Linked DNA regions of Gossypium hirsutum: all the other regions are linked to region 2. The links are chromatin contacts, called in public Hi-C maps. All regions are on one chromosome and are shown on one strand. Each heading gives the region's core, a stretch centred on a gene start, on an enhancer-like site or on the middle of the called end of the contact. The rest is flanking DNA. Distances are from core to core; before and after follow the strand shown. Region 1 holds the start of LOC107945536 (scarecrow-like protein 6). Region 2 has its middle 7.1 kb from the start of LOC107947479. Region 3 has its middle 10 kb from the start of LOC107945538.

Evidence for each region. Hi-C and Micro-C count contacts between places; a contact is called where the count stands out from the background.
Region 1: a contact with region 2 is called in a Hi-C map of leaf, with 4 times the contacts expected there. The contact joins the promoter of LOC107945536 here to the enhancer-like site in region 2. A contact is called at or near these places in 12 of 34 Hi-C or Micro-C datasets (anther, callus, fibers and 2 more).
Region 3: a Hi-C map of leaf shows a contact between it and region 2, with 3 times the contacts expected there. The contact joins two enhancer-like sites. A contact is called at or near these places in 7 of 34 Hi-C or Micro-C datasets (fibers, leaf and seedling).

What each region holds. Positions count from the first base shown.
Region 1 is chrD12:37,607,200-37,610,171 of Gossypium_hirsutum_v2.1, reverse strand. It overlaps LOC107945536 (scarecrow-like protein 6), which reads right to left and starts at 1,427. Exons shown (of 1, transcript XM_016879589.2): 1 at 1-1,427. The coding sequence starts at 1,125.
Region 2 is chrD12:37,716,146-37,719,203 of Gossypium_hirsutum_v2.1, reverse strand. It overlaps the pseudogene LOC107945539. Among protein-coding and RNA genes, the nearest start is that of LOC107947479, 7.1 kb to the left of the region's middle. Within about 2 kb of position 1,268, at least 7 of the 9 cell types and tissues checked have an H3K27ac peak or open chromatin away from gene starts, as enhancers often do. A contact at or near this core is called in fibers and leaf, where this site is marked.
Region 3 is chrD12:37,629,709-37,632,967 of Gossypium_hirsutum_v2.1, reverse strand. No RefSeq gene overlaps it. Among protein-coding and RNA genes, the nearest start is that of LOC107945538, 10 kb to the right of the region's middle. Within about 2 kb of position 1,702, at least 1 of the 9 cell types and tissues checked has an H3K27ac peak or open chromatin away from gene starts, as enhancers often do. A contact at or near this core is called in leaf, where this site is marked.

The DNA of each region.
Region 1 (2,972 bases), core at 178-2,677, 110 kb after region 2:
ACCTACAGGGGAGAGCTGGTGATTGAGCCGCGCCAATATCCCTTGCGCGAGTACCGGATCACCGGTTTCGATCAGCTCTGCGGCCTGAATTAATTGATCAATTATCGCCTGCTGAAGCTGCTGGTTCGCCAGATCATCCGTAACGATTTTCGGTTTCCCTGTAATTGGCCTTTGCTGAAGCATTTGGATCTGTTGTTGCTGTTGACGCCTTAGATAAAGCTCCGGTCCCGAACCCGAAAACGGTCCACCGGAGTTGAATCGCTTCGGCGGCGGAGGCGATAAAAGGCTATGCTCTTGCAATTGAGCATACGAAAGGGGTAAGAACATGGTCGGGTTTTGTGTAAACCGAGCTTGATTCTGGTTTATTATCATCTGCGGATTGAAAATCTGTGGCTTTTCATCCACAACCTGAAGGTGTGATTGCTGTTGTGGAAATACACCCGGCGGAGGAGGCGGCAAAAGACTCGGCGGATTTGATGTCACCGGAAAATCAGAGCAGCTTATAGGAGGGTCGACGTTGTTGATCAAGCTAACGCTACTAGTAATGGAATCGAACCCGAAACCATGGTCCACCATACCAAAACCAGCATTGAACTCCATATTTTCCGACCCACCACCGCCGCCGCCGCCACTTGGTGGTTGAAGAATCTTGTTTAACCCCATAGAAGGGTCATCAATATCACCCATAATTAACCTCAAAATGGACTGGTCTTGATTAGGAGAACCAGACAAAACACTCTCCCAATCTTCCATACCTAAACCACATTTTCCTACATCCAAGGACTGGCTTGTATTGGTGGTGGCAGAGACAACAGTGGTGGTGGCTGCCACACCGGCTGTATCTGTGGAGGCACCACCACCGCTGCCTCCACCGCCGAGAGAAGAAGACAGTGTTGAAGAAGGACTTGGACTTCTTTTTCTTCTGGTCTTATTATTATTATCAATGGGCTCACTGCCCACATAGCAACAATCTCCTCCCTTGTTCTTCCACTTCCCTTCTTTTTGGTGGTGTTGATGCTGGTGTTGTAATAACAGTGATGAATCTGAACAAGATGATGTTGAAGAAGAAAAATCTAAAGCCCCCTTCCCTTGAAATTCCTCAAAGGATACGGGCATGGCCTTCATCTAAAACAACCAAAAAATAAAACACACCCAAAACCCAAAACTTTCCTATTGATAAACTTTCTAAATAAAAAAAAAACAACACTCCTACCATGAAAGACTTAGCCTCTTCTTCATCTTGTACCTCAAAGACTCCATTTTTTTTTTATTAGTACCACAAACACACCATTTTCTTTTCTTTTTTTTGCTTGTTGTTTGAGACTTTGTAAGTAGTAGTACTATGGGGTTTCCTTGTGTATTCTGCTATGGATGCGTGCAACATATAAAAGTGGTAAAGTGCCCTTCATCTTCTTTCTCTCTCTACTTTATTTTTTCTGTATTTTTTTTTAATTTTTTTATGTGGCTTTTGTCTGTAGACGTAGTTATCTCCCTGGTAGGGTTTTCTGTCGTTCATTTAAGCCCTACTCTCACATCCACCGCGCGTGTATACCAGATGTTTCCTTAATCGCTCCATTTTACTAGGAAAATATTATTAATGGTTATCGAAAAGAAAAAAAGGAAATTATAATTAATGACCCCTCAATGAGGGCTTTGTTGTAAATCATATGCCATTTTTTTTTCCATTTATTTTCAATTTCACCTCCCTCTCGATTTCTTTCTTTTTTCCTCTTAATTTCTTTAATAAAAATATTGATTAAAATTTTAAGGTAGTGTTTAATGCTTTTCCATGTCATGATTTTAATGGAATATGATTTCTTAAAATATAATTGATTGTTAAGAATCTGAATGCCAGGAAAGTTACTTTACAACAATTGGTATACATTAAAAAAATATTAATTAAAATCCCGAGAAAATTACAATATTACGTTTGGTTCACTGAGTATTTTCTTAGGAATATGATGATAATTTAAGAATTTATCATTATTAAATAATAAATAATATTCATTTATTTAATATTTACAATAACTTTATTCTTAACAAATATTTGGATTAAATATTTAATAATGAAAATTAATTGATAATTTTTAAATTATTTTTTAATTTATAATTTTAATTGAAAGAAAAATTATTTCAATTTTATCTTATATATATTTTTTAAATGAAATAATGCACATATAAAATTATGAACATATAAAACTTAATTTGGAATAAATTAAAAAATACTTGAAACCACGTTGTTTTAGCTAAAGGCTAGCCATAGGAAAATAAATTGATTTCAGGTTTTGCTCCAAACAAAACTACAAGTAATTAAATTATAGAAATGTAAAACCATAAGTGTTCTGACCCAAAATTCCTACACAGCTTAAATGGAACAATTCTATCCATAATCTACAAAAAAAAAACCAAGTATTTCACTCAAAAAAGTGCTAAATCAAATTACTTGCAAAGATTTTGTTGAAGTAATAGAGAACATCATGTAGCAGGAAGGAGGCAATAGCTTCTTTTTTTTACATTTATTAATAAACTAATACCCTAAACCAATATAAAATAGGGTTAAATTTGTCTTAATTTTTTTAACTTTCAAATTTAAATATGTATGATGTAATTAACCTTTAATTATATAAAAAAATCTAATTACATAAATAAAATTAAAAAAATTCATATATTTTATTTTTTAAAATAATCAATCCAGCTTTCAATAATAAAAATATTATAGAGGTTTTTGTACTAGTAGTTAGATTGTATTTTACATTCTCCATTCAAAAAATTGATTCTTCTATTAAAAATTTTATTCATTTTTACGGTTAAAAACAAATCTATATACATTAACATGAGGTACATATGGCACGCTATGTGTCACTATATTATGAAATTGTCAACAATGCCAGCTTTGAATAATATAAATGGATGAAATTTTAACAAAAAAAATTTATTTTACTCTTTAATTTAACGTAATGATTAATTTATTT
Region 2 (3,058 bases), core at 19-2,518:
ATGTGATGTGTCATGATTGACTGGTATTTTATTTTAGATAAATTGGGACAAAATTAATAGTTTATAGTCCACTTTTGACAAAAATAAAAAAACTAATCGAAAATTGAGATATAATTTAAGGGGCCAAGTTTCAGATAATATATTTTATTTTTTACAAATGAGATTGTAATATGATGCAGATTTGATTGAATGACGAAATTGTTAAAATTGATTTAGACTAGGTTCAAAGATTGATGTTTCATTTCGCTTGCCCATTTAATGTTTTGTAATATAATTACTTATACCAAAAGTAAATTAAATTTTAATGTGATTTTTTTTTATACATGGCTCTTTTTGATACAATGTTTTACGCATAGTTTCTCCCTTACCCACAAATAGAAAAATAATGTGTTTCAGCATACTTAAACCTACGTCTTTTTGTATTAATAACAATGCCCGCACTAATCGAGTTAATACTTAATCGTCAATTTTAATGTGATTTCTTTAATGTAATAGAATGAAAAAAGAAGTTAGCATAAATATATCGATATGCTTATGATAATTAATCAAGGTTTTCTTACATCAATTTTCTCTCTTTTGGGGTTAATTGCCATAGAGGTCCTCAAGTATAGTTAGAATTTTAAATTAGTGTTTAAACTTTAGAACCTTCAAGTTTTCAACTTATTGGTATTACATCGATTAGGTTATTTTATCGACCTAACTTTAGTTTGAATGTTAAATGCTAGTTTAGATATAAAGTAGAGTATATTTAAAATTCACTCTTCAAATCTTAAACACATCTATATATTGCATGAACAATTTAGATTTAACGTATTTAATTTAAATTATTCATGCAATATGTACCAAATGTTTAAATTTTGATACATATATTTTAAAAAAATCTTTTAAATTTAACCTCGTTTTTGTTTCAAGCTTGTGCTTAATTTATTCTACATTTAGTCCATGTTTTCAGATTTGATCATTTTTGGTCTCTATATTTTCTAAAATTTAAAATTTTAATCATTAAATTCATTAACTGATTCTTTTATGAGTAATATATTGAATATTTAAAATATATTAGATTATTTTACACAATGAAATGCCATTATAATAATATTTACTACTTGAATGAAATGTTTTATAGTAGTATCAATAGGCAATTTATTATTTTTGGTTCATAAACTTGATAAATAAGTTCACATATAATTTTCATAACCACAGTAATAAATAGAACCGGACACAACCAGTCAAACCTCACTGTCCCACGCTTCTTGCTTTTCACCTCTCTCTCGAAGACCGCTCACCGTTGTCTTAATCTCCACCTCTAATCCTCTCACGCCGTAGACCCAAACCCTCCACCAATAGTTCATATCTCCGGCGACCCTCTCACTAAGATGACCACCGGCGAACTTCTCAGCATCGATCCTCAAGAGCTTCAATTTCCCTGTAAGCATCTTTCAAAGCTTTACAAAATTAACTTTTTTTAAAAAAAATTAACTTTTTTTGTTGCTTTACAGATCCATATCTTCATCGTTTCCACTGCTTTTTTCGAAAATTTTAACAATTTTTGTTCTTGAATTTAGTTGAATTGAAAAAGCAGATTTCATGTTCTTTAAATCTGTCCAACAAGACCAACAATTATGTGGCTTTTAAGGTAAAATTAAGCTATTTCTTAAATCTCCTGTGAGTAAATTAATATGGGATTTTGCTGTAATATAAGATTATCTGGTTTTATATTCGATTTATTAAACTTAATTTTTGATCATATATGTATTGTTTTTGTGTTTATGTAAATACATAATTCTATATATATATATAAATTCTGGAGTTTGTGAATTATTTGTTTTACTCAATAATTTTATAATAAAGTAGGATTGCTAGTGTTATTTGTTTTGAAACATGCGTACCAATTCGAAAGTTGCTAGTAAAAGTATTATAGAGTATATACTATGAGTCAGATTGAATTTTGCTTTCTTTACTCAAAAAATGGGCAAATTAGTTCTTGTACGTCATATAAAGAGCAAACTGGTCTTTCTATTCAAAATTTCATCCATTTCTATTGTTAAAAACATTGACGTGATTGATGGAATAACCATGCCACGTGTACATCATGGTTATATACACAGATCGGTTTTTAATAGTAAAAATGGATGGAACTTTTAATAGGAATAATTTGCTCTTTGATCTAAAGTACAAGGACTAATTTGCTCATTTTTTGAGTGAAGGGAGCAAAAATGTAACCTGACTCCTAGTACAAGTGCCTCCATGAATCTTTTACCGAAAATCTCTATGGAGCTAGCGATTTATGATAACAAAGCTTTTTTATGTACGTTGTTTTCCAGGTCAAAACGACAAACCCAAGGAAATACTGTGTAAAGCCTAACAATGGAGTTGTTCTGCCTTGGTCTACATGGAATGTTACAGGTCTCTCTCTCACAAAACTCGAACTTATCTATAATTACTTGTTGTTAATCATGTATCATCTTCAAATCTTGAAATCATAGTTTAATTGGTTAATTTATGGAATCAGTTATGATGCAGGCTCAAAAGGAAGCACCTCCTGATATGCAATGCAAAGATAAGTTTTTACTCTACCAGATTTGATTTTAAGTTTGGGTTTTTTGTTTTCTAACTGTTTGCTTTTCGGTCTAGTTTAATAAAGAATCCGGACATCATGTTGAGGAGTGTAAATTGAGGTTTGCTTACGTAGCACCTCCTCGACCTCCTTCACCTGTTAAAGAAGGATCCGAAGAAGGCTCTTCACCTCGGGCTTCCGTTTCAGACAATGGTAGCTACAACAGTGCAGATTTGGCATCTGTGAGTATTCCTTGTCTCTATGTTTGACATCGAATCATGTTTTGAGCTTACTGATTCCGAGTGGCAGTTGTAAGTTGTAGTTTATTTGGTTGGCCATATCTTCTTTGGAGATAGATTAGGTGTCGCTTAGTCGCTTCTAATGAAAACTACTTCGTATTGGGCTTGTGTTTGCTGACTTTACATAGTGGTTTAAAGAGCAATTTTAACATACCCTGTTAATGCAATAACGACACTTTTGTCGTTGTTATAAACTTATATGTAG
Region 3 (3,259 bases), core at 453-2,952, 87 kb after region 2:
GGCTTCTTGAAGACAAAAGTGCTTACCTCAATTCCCTAATGAAAGTTGCTCATCATTATTGTACTTTCCAAGGAAGGGCATTTTTATGGAGTAAATTACACCCGAAGTTACTAAATTATTACTAAGTTTATGTTTTGGTCACCCAATTTTAAAATGTTACGAAATGGTCACTAAACTATTCAAAAAAAATTATTTAAGTCACTGGGCTGTTAAGGTTTTTTTTTTTAAAGTTCGGCTAGTGAGCTCCAAAAGATGATTCGATGATTGATACGATAGATCAATACCTATCAACGAGTAAAAGAACATATCTTATATCCAAGTTGATGTGACGATCATTGTCAAAAACCAAAGAAGAAAGTTGTTTGGATTTTGTTTGCAGATTCGTGATGTTCAAAGTTGTTTCATGAAAATAAATTGAATTGTATAAAAGAAAGGGAAAGAGAGCTTTCGATTGATGCAAGGAGTGTGAACAAAGAAAGGCATACAACAACAATTTTAACAACCTAGTGATTTAAATGAAAATTTCCGAATAATTTAGTAACCATTTTATAACTTTTTATTGTTAAATGACTAAAATATAAATTTACTAATAGTTTGATCACCTTAAGAATCTGCTTTCAACTATTGAGGTGACTAAAGGAAATTACAATGGCAGGTCCAGCTTTGAATTTGGGGTTTTTTTTTTTGTGAGAATTATGATAAGGGCAAGACAAAGCCACTTTCCTTTGCATTTTGCTCATGTTCTTTCACTTTCCTCTCTCAAATGGACCACGTACCTAGGAACAAAAGCAAATGGGAAAAAAATTTAAAAAAAAAAAGAAAAGAAAAGAAAAACATCCATATAGTTTGTTTTTACTCAAGTCTCTATCCAAGTATATCTTTTTGCAAAAAGACAAGCTCATTTTTTGTCATTTATTATTACTCTCTTTCTTAGGGCTTAAATTGCATTTTTTAAGGGATAATATAACTTTTGGCCCTTAAATTTGACAATTATGTTCATTTTGATACTTATACTTTGTTTTGGTTCACTTTGGTGTCTAAACTTAGCAACTAGATTCATTCTGGTCTCTGAACTTCGGTTCTGTCAAGATTTGATAATGTGACCAGTATTATTGGAACATGATTAGATTGGTTGGTCAGATTGATTGGATTGAAAATCGACCAGTATACTGACCCAAACAAAGAGGTTGAATCGATTGAATCAGAATTTGCTCGAAATCGATACAAATAGAAAACTAGGACAAAAACCAATAGTCGAATAGGTTGAACCGATTTAATAATTTTTTATTATTTTTATTAATTTTTAATTATTATCGATCCAGTAGTTGAATCGATCAAATCAATAGAATTGGAAATCAATGGTCTAATTGATTCAACCACTTATCCGACTATTAGAACACTGTATGTGATACTCTAATTTCTTTTTTTCTTTTTTTGAAAATATGTAACACTCTAATATTGTACCATGTCATCAGACTTTTATATTTTTTCAAGTTTAAGGACTAAAATAAATCTAATGACCAAGTTCACGTACCAAAATGGATAGAAAAAAGTACATATACCAAAGTGGACATAATTACCAAATTCAAAGGTTAAAAAATTATATTATCCCTTTTTTAAACTTTGTATAAAACTCATTGTTGTTGTGGTCTTTGTTCCATGAAAGCTCATTGTGGGGTTGTCTATGGTTTGTGGAGGGGCAAAGGTTTCTTAGCTAGCTACCAAGCCAAGAAAATGACTATACATTGTGTGTGTGTGTTTTTAATTATCCCATTTATGGATGTATAAAGGAAAAATTATTCTTTCTGTTCCTCCACCATGAAACTTTGCCTTTCCCGATTATATGTATGCATATCCATATAGCTTTTGCTCCACAAATTATCTGTCCTCGTCAAATTTATTACCTCTCTATCTGGGTTGTTTTACTATAAATGTATAAATTTGAATATCGCTATTATCTTTATAGATATCGGATACATTTATTCTCGTTCTTCTTTTATTAGTTATTTTTTAAATTTTTTGAAATAATTTTTATTTTTACCCATAATTTTTTAAACTCCTTGAATTGAAAGATAATTCATATTAAAACGCACTCGAACTCACGTCCTTTTGTATAAGACTCAATTGATTATTTTCAATCTTTTTAAAGCAAAAACAAGTATTTAGGTTTTTATTTCCAATAATTCATTTTACAATTTTATCTTTTTAATAGTTATATATTATAAGGGTAAATTGACAATAGCATATAGTAAGCTATTAACATAATTTAACTTTTTCCTTTAAACTTTCTTTTTCGAATTTTATTTTGGTTCATATTTTGCCATTGGAGTGTCAAAGGCATATAGTGTTTCCAAGAGTAAAATAAGCCGACAATCTGCTTGATTACATAATTACCAATAAAAACATTTAAAGAGAAATGTCCAAAGAAAAAAGCATAATTACTTGCTTTAATCATAAAGAGACTACTATACACATTATATATTTATACTAGCTTAATATAATATTTGGTACCTAAGTTCAATTTAGTGCTTAGACCAAATGTTATCATTTGCCATATGCGATCTAAGAAAAAAAGAGTTAATATACTATTTGGTACTTGATTTTGGCTTCAATGTTCAATTTGGCACTTGATCTTTTTGTCCCAATTTAATACATGAGTTTGGCTTCAATATTCAAATTGGTATTTGACTTTTCTTTTATCCCAATTAGGCATCTAAGTTTGACTTTGATATTCAATTTGGTATTTGAGTTTTTTCTAGTTCCAATTAAAGTACTTATGTTTTTCTTTTTACACAAATATTCATTCGGCCACATGATCTCGTTTTGTTTGGTACGAAATCGAAGATTGAAGTCAAATTTAAATACCAAAATTGAACGTTAAAACCAAACTTATATATCAAATGGTGTATTAACTTTAAAAAATATAAATACGATTAAAAAAACTCAAATACCAAATTAAATATTGAAACAAAACTCAAATTTTAATTTGAGTGTCCAAACCAAATTCAAATACTAAATGGTATATTTACCCTTACATGAAGAAGATAAAATAATTTTGGCATGGATAGATGGGGAGATGAACAATGTGATTTCCTTTAAATAAAACACAAAATCTGCCATTGATAAACACGAAAATCCTTTGAGTCAGTAAGTTTCTTCCGCCACTGGTGCAGTGTCGCTTTGTTTGAGGCAAATGAGATGGTGATTTGTCCCAAAAACAGCATGAATCCGACCGTAAAAAGATTGCTTAATCTTAATT